2 separate regions of the Bicyclus anynana genome follow, and region 1 is linked to region 2. A link is a contact called in public Hi-C data. All regions are on one chromosome and are shown on one strand. Each heading gives the region's core, a stretch centred on a gene start, on an enhancer-like site or on the middle of the called end of the contact. The rest is flanking DNA. Distances are from core to core; before and after follow the strand shown.

Region 1 (3,525 bases), core at 1,025-3,524, 58 kb after region 2:
AATCACTTCATGGTTGTCACAAATATCAGTTTACGGTAATTTAATGCTTTTGTTTCATGCTGTGTAATAAAAGTAATCAAGAAACACACCTAAGTAGATTTAGGTTTATGAATTCAAAACTACCTACTGCAATAATTTGCTTCGCTTTTATTATGTGTAATATTTTAAGTAGACACCGGATCATATGCATTATCAAAATGCCAAAATATGCATGCAAATATGAAATAATAAAGGGCGAAATATGCACCACCAAAAACTATTTATAATTAGAATTAACTTTTATTTAAAGATTGCTGAAATGTTTTGCAATGAGAGCAAGAGCAATATTTTTTTAAATTGAATCTTTAAATGCCAGCTGGCTGAATGGATTGTGATGGAACCTGAACTATAAAATCTTCGACTATACTACTGGATATATACTGTTTACCAACCAACAAATTAGAAATGAAGGTAGAAAATGCATGTCATTTAATATCTTATTTTTTGTATAATCATCATGATCATCATATCAGCCGATAGACTGCATCCACTGCAGGACATAGGCCTTTTGTAGGGACTTCCAAACATCACTATACTGAGCCACCTGCATCCAGCGAATCCCTGCGACTCGCTTGATGTCGTCAGTCCACCTGGTGAAGGGTCGGCCAACACTTTGCTTACTAGTGCGGGGTCGCCATTCCAGCACTTTGGGACCCCAACGTCCATCGGCTCTTCGAACTATGTGCCCCGCCCATTGCCACTTCAGCTTCGCAACTCGTTGAGCTATGTCGGTGACTGGTTCTTCTGCGGATCTCCTCATTTGATTCGATCACGCAGAGATACTCCTAACATAGCTCGTTCCATCGCCCGCTGTGTGACTCTGAGCCTTCTTATGAGAGCCATAGTTAGCGACCAATTACTGTATAAATAATATATTAAATTGTTTGTTTGTAAAACGTTCTTCAAAATACGTTAACTATATCTATTTGTACTAAGCATATTAAACGAATTTATTTTAATTAATTTAAAAACAAGGTAATATAATATATATTAGGTGTGAAATGACTAGCGATTTATGCTCTCATTTTTAATTTGTTTGTTGGTAAACAGTACACATCCAGTATGGCTGTAGTATAGGTTCTTACTTGTTTTATGACTTTAAAATTATCAGCATAAAACAATACAGCTTGTACTAGCATTTGTAGAAGAAATCACTTCGACGACATACTACTGATTTAAGCACTATCAATGAAAAAGTACTAAAATATGCAATAATGTATAAAAATAGAATTAACCGCGATGTCTAATTATAAGTTTTATGCAAAACTTAATTGATATGCAGCCGGAACAAGATAACGTGTTTTGTATTGTATAGTCCCATTACATAGGTACTTTGGGTATTTTATAATCCAAGATATAAAAATTGCCTCATAAACCTTAAAATTCTTAAAAATAACACTTTCTTGAAATCATTTCATTGTTAAACTGAATTTGAGTAAAACGATGCAAAATCGAATAAAAACTAAAACTTATTTAAATTAAAAATTACAAAAAAGTTAACTAAAATGACTTGTCTTTTCAGATTAAAGAGTAGAAGAATTGCTAAATATTATTTACATTTTTAAAATATACAACAAACACAAGAGTATTGGTCCCAAACAAGGCCTTATTTAAAGGTACTGATGAAATTAACTATGATAAAGATTACGAGTGTGTTGAAGTGATTAAGTATTTTTTTTTACTGTGAGAGTTATTTTCAAAGTCATTTCAAGTCTTGAAAAATTTATATAATAACGAAAGTGATGTATTAATGTATGCGGAATGCGGATTGTGAGTTTCAAAACTAAACAAACAAACCAGTATTCATTATACTGAATTCGTTTTTTGTTTCACAAAATATGAGAATTACTTAAAACGTAAGCATTCGCACGAGAGATTTTTTAACGAACATTAAAAAAGCGTTCAAATACAACAAATGCGTTCCCAAGTAAGTATATGTTCACACGACAGCGTTTTTAAAGCACGGTCCTTTTTTTCGAGCAGTGTTGCATTATCAATTTTGGGCGTCGGAAATAGACCTTCATTTAAATTTATACTATATTTGAACGCACTTTTAACGTCCGTTAAAAAAACTCTCGTGCGAATGAGAGCTAAATACCAATAAGTTTACTAACTATAACTGCTGACACTGAAATGGTAATGCGAAAGTCACTTTTTCCACACTTCTTGTACAGTATTCCCGCTGCTTGGTCAAGTATTGCCGTTTTAAGAACAGGTTTCAAACAACAAGATTACATGTGTAAGAAATTAATGGATACAAGTTTTTAAGTAAACCGCACGTATCACTGTTCTTAACCCTTCAAATATCTACCAAAGTTATTCAACCTACATTCCCTAATTGATCAGGATATTGACTCGCAAGTATTGCCGTTACAAAACAGGTTTTAAAATTAAAGTAGATGATACTTCTTGGGTACCAGTTTCTTTTTTGCCAATTTTATATACTACTGTTCCTATAGCTTTAGGTGTACATGGATAAATGTAAGTGTTCAGTTTATACGTGTGCGAATAAATTAAATTGACAGATCATTTGAATAATTAACAAATCGTCAATTATTCGCGGGAGACGGTTAAATAGATCGTTTGAAATAGTATGTAGGTAGCCAACCATGGCTATTTCTTTATCGAAGATTTACGCAAATTTTAAGATGAATTTCGATGATCAATGTAAATCATTTTAATAACCATTACCTTCGCCAGAGTAGAATGAAAAAGGATCTTAATATTGGAGACTAGAAAATAGTGAGAGTATTATATTTCAATGTCTTGATGCAACGAAAATTCTCATTAAAAGTATAATTACAGTTATAATATGTTCATTCATATTGTAAGATCATCTTTTCTAATATTTGAGAAATTATTTAAAAAATATATACTACACAGATAAAAAGATAAATTAACAGTTTCTCCTCAAATATTATTAAAACATATTTCAATATTGAGAATTAGACAAAGAATTTACTATTGACACGAATTTGGACACTACATATTAAAATCAAATTTAACTATAATTAATTTTATATAATTTTAAATGTTATAACCAACATTCAAAATTAAATAAAATGAATAAATTAAATAAGATATAACAATATATCTCAGATTAAAAGAATACATACATAAATTAATATTGTGTGATCAATGTGATTAATTGTAAAGAGAATTTTCAAACTGTTAAAATAAAAAATTCACAATAAATCTTAAAATATCTTAACTATGGACTTAGAATAAATACATTACAGTGATGTCACACTACTATGATGTAAATTTTAATAACCCTAATCAGTGGCTAAAGTTTAAAATATGTATTACTAAATGAGTGAGGTAAGACATTGTTGACCATTACAAGTATGTACAGTGCAAAAATGTCAAGTGTGCATTGAAGTGTTAAAACAGATGAAATATTACCTGTAATATCACAGTTGCTGTTCTTTGTACTTATTTTAAAGATTATTGTTAATTCAATTTTATGGCAAAACATTTCAAATT
Region 2 (3,598 bases), core at 237-2,736:
AAAAGTAGGTATCATCTGGCCACAATTTAGTGAGACATATTATTATTAGTGCTATACAATATAATAGCCCGGTGGATATGACCTCTGCCTCCGATTCCGGAGGGTGTGGGTTCGAATCCGGTTCAGGGCATGCACCTCCAACATTTCAGTTGTGTGCATTTTAAGAAATTTAATATCACGTGTCTCAATCGGTGAAGGAAAACATCGTGAGGAAACCTGCATACCAGAGAATTACATTACTTCTCTGCGTGTGTGAAGTCTGCCAATCCGCATTGGGCCAGCGTGGTGGACTATTGGCCTAACCCCTCTCATTCTGAGAGGAGACTCGAGCTCAGCAGTGAGCCGAATATGGGTTGATGACGATAATATAATGGCATTGAATAACACTTATTTTGCTATTTTCTTGGAAAAATCAAACTATTGATCTCTTAGATCTGACAAGTTTTCCCTTAAGATATTTCACTCCATAACCTGAGCATTTTGGAAATGTTGACTTTATTGTGTCCAAATGCAAGAAAGCCTGTTGCAAAATAAATTGGTTATTTATTGCTCCTTTACCTGCATCTTTTCAATATTAAAAATATTGTTACCTTACAACTAATGCCACTGAACTTCTCTTGGTGGCTTTAGGAACATGGGAAGGGTATTTGGAAGCTGGGACATTTTGGGAGTGGGATCTGAAATAGGATGTTGTATTATTTAGTATAACATAATATAAAATATATTACATAATATTAGCATTCAGCGTGTCAAAACTGTGAATAAGAAATTTATACAAGAACCAATGATCATGTTAAGTAGTTGCATACATTTGCAATAAGTATAAAATATATAGCCAAAATCAAAATAATTCAATAAATTAAAATTTTAATCCATACAATATGTCCAATTACTATGAGTTGTCACTAAGCAAATAAAATAAACCTGCTAAATCCCCAGTATTTGATTAAACAAAATGGGATGATATGGCTTTATATTAATATGAACAAAATCTCATAATATGATGAAAGTTATGTGCATCCAGTTAGTTTATGTTTTAAGCTAACCCAACATCATCAGATAGGTATGTATGCAGTATGATTTTAGGAAAAATCTAGGAGTTTATTTCATGGCGCGCCAATTTCTGACACAACTTAGATATGAGTTCTAATAATACCTGTCAGACCATTCCTCCCGGCCGCGGCTTCTTTCTTCTCTTCTATCACTACTTCTGTAGCTGCTTCCCTCAGCAGCACCTCTTTCTCCACGAAACTTGTCGCGTCTTTTACGATCATACTCGTCATCACTATCTGCCATTGTGTCAGCTCAAGTTTTAAAACCAAATTTGATATAATATTATGATGTGTCGTAAGATATTTATATACGTATATACTTAATTAAAGAAACGAAATCAATTAGATTAGCGCTTTATAAAAAAACAGTAGGTAATGCAAATCACAATCGACTCGACATTCGACAGTCGACACGCAGCGCCACACACATAGACAGTGTTGCCAAATGGGTCTTGTGAGAAGTTACCCGAAATATTAAAAAAAGTAACCTTTTTGTCTAAAAAGTAACCTTTTCGCTAACTACTCTTGCTTTTTGCGTTCCACACCATGGCTAAACCACCATTTCAGCCTCTAGGGCCTAAAGTATTTTTTTTCAATATCTGTCTGTTACGAATACTAGCCAAGTTTGCCGCTACACAAGTACTAAATTACATTATACCGAAGAAGATGTTACTCTACTACTCTACTCCTAAATAGAATCATCTTATGTAAGGCCCTGATTGTTTGCCTTTTCCTCATGGAATAAGAAAAATAAAATTAAAGAGCAAGAATTTAAAAAACAATTGACGTGAATAATAATTCATACTTGACTTTTTTAAGAAATTCAATGTTACTGCAACTTACTTATTTCACAACGTCAATTGTGACATCTCCATTTATAGTGAGAATTGTGACCTTATTTTGAAGATTGAACAAAAAGGAAACACCTGTTATACAATGGGTCTGTTCAGCCCCTTGTTTAACAATCTATTCATATTTTTTACTGGAAAGGTATTAAAAGTTAATAGAATGTTAGTTGAATTGACACAGAAACATCAATGAGTTCTTGAGCACTTGTCCGCATTTTTTGATTTAACGACCGTTTTATTTTAGGTACACGAAATTGTAAGTTATTTCTAAAAATTCCGAAATATCACGTAAAAGTAACCTTTTTATTAATGTAACCTAAAAGTAACCAATGCAGTCAAAAAATCACCTAAAAGGTTACAAAAGTAACCTTCTGGCAACACTGCACATAGAGTACATTGAATATAGGGTATAGAGCTCCTGAGTAAATATGTTCCTTGGTATAGAGTCCTCAGATGCCATCTCCGCCTAGCGCCATCATGTGAGCAGATAGAGAACTACACCAATTATAATATATACCCATAAGTATAAAATGAGCGTCGAATTACGTATATATACCTATATCCATAGATACATAAACATAATGTTTACCTACTAGTATTAACTGTTCTTTAATTCTATTATTTTATTTAGGAATTCGGATACAAATAATAAAAACACAAATGGGATACATATACTTATTTATTGTTTCTCCTTTTGTGAACATAAACAACTCCGTCTCTTTGAATAGAGTCATCTTCGTCAAAACCTCTAGTAGTACCGCTTAACAATATATTTGTTGACTTACACCAATCAAATGTAAAAAATCTGCACGAAAAAATAAAAAAGAACTCTATTAAATCTCAAGACAAGACATATATAACAGAGTTCTCGGAATCCAAAGTAAAGCACAGGTCAAAACGATTTATAACAGTCACCAAAATCACACCAAAAACACTATGAAGAAAGCAGAAGAAATAAAACCGTTTCGTCTACAAAATTAAACAAAATGTCACAAGCAAAGATTACAATGTATTATTGGAAATAGATAGGCTACTCTTACTTTTTTCGGAACGCTTGTAATAGCGCCATCTAGTGACTAGCTACGGTATTTTTAGTATAGTATCCATTATATTATAAAAATAATATTGCATATTTTTTGTAAATGATAGATTTTTGATTTTGTAATAGTTGAAGAAACCAATTGAGAAAAACAAAAAAAAAAAAGACTAAAAGTTTTCCAGTGTCCGGGCTCGAACTCAGGATTATTAGATCGTACCTTTGATATGCACCACTAGGCCAAATGACTATATGGGACATTGTTAAAATTAATGTACGGTTACTGTCTCTCTTTAATAATCCCTTTGCTTTAGAAATACAAACACATTCTTCCTATTGCGCGTCAAAATTAAAAGGATAAATAATTCTTTTTTTTTGTTTTTTTTTCCATACTTACACGGTTTAAATCTCTAAAAACATAAATACACACCATAAGTAATGGAATTTATTATCCTGGAATCTTAAATCTAGGATGTAGATGGCGCTGCTTCATAAAGATTTCACGTTCTTCTAAGTTCCCATGGCATGGTCACAAGCCGCACAAGGTTATATATTTTTTTTTTTAATACCTGGCTTAAGATTACCTCAGAATCCTGCTGGTCAAAGTGCCTTAAAGCGCCATCTATTGAGCAAATAGTGAATTAAGGAGGCATATGCAATTT

What was found. Hi-C and Micro-C count contacts between places; a contact is called where the count stands out from the background.
Region 1: a Hi-C map of whole larva shows a contact between it and region 2, with 3 times the contacts expected there. The contact joins the enhancer-like site here to the promoter of LOC112046876 in region 2. A contact is called at or near these places in 2 of 2 Hi-C or Micro-C datasets (whole body and whole larva).

Annotation. Positions count from the first base shown.
Region 1 is chr1:9,831,462-9,834,986 of ilBicAnyn1.1, forward strand. LOC112046873 reads right to left here. Exons shown (of 2, transcript XM_024083698.2): 2 at 1-3,525. Among protein-coding and RNA genes, the nearest start is that of LOC112046873, 5.0 kb to the right of the region's middle. Within about 2 kb of position 2,275, at least 6 of the 8 cell types and tissues checked have open chromatin away from gene starts, as enhancers often do.
Region 2 is chr1:9,774,157-9,777,754 of ilBicAnyn1.1, forward strand. It overlaps LOC112046876 (serrate RNA effector molecule homolog), which reads right to left and starts at 1,487. Exons shown (of 16, transcript XM_052884405.1): 1 at 1,157-1,487. The coding sequence starts at 1,296.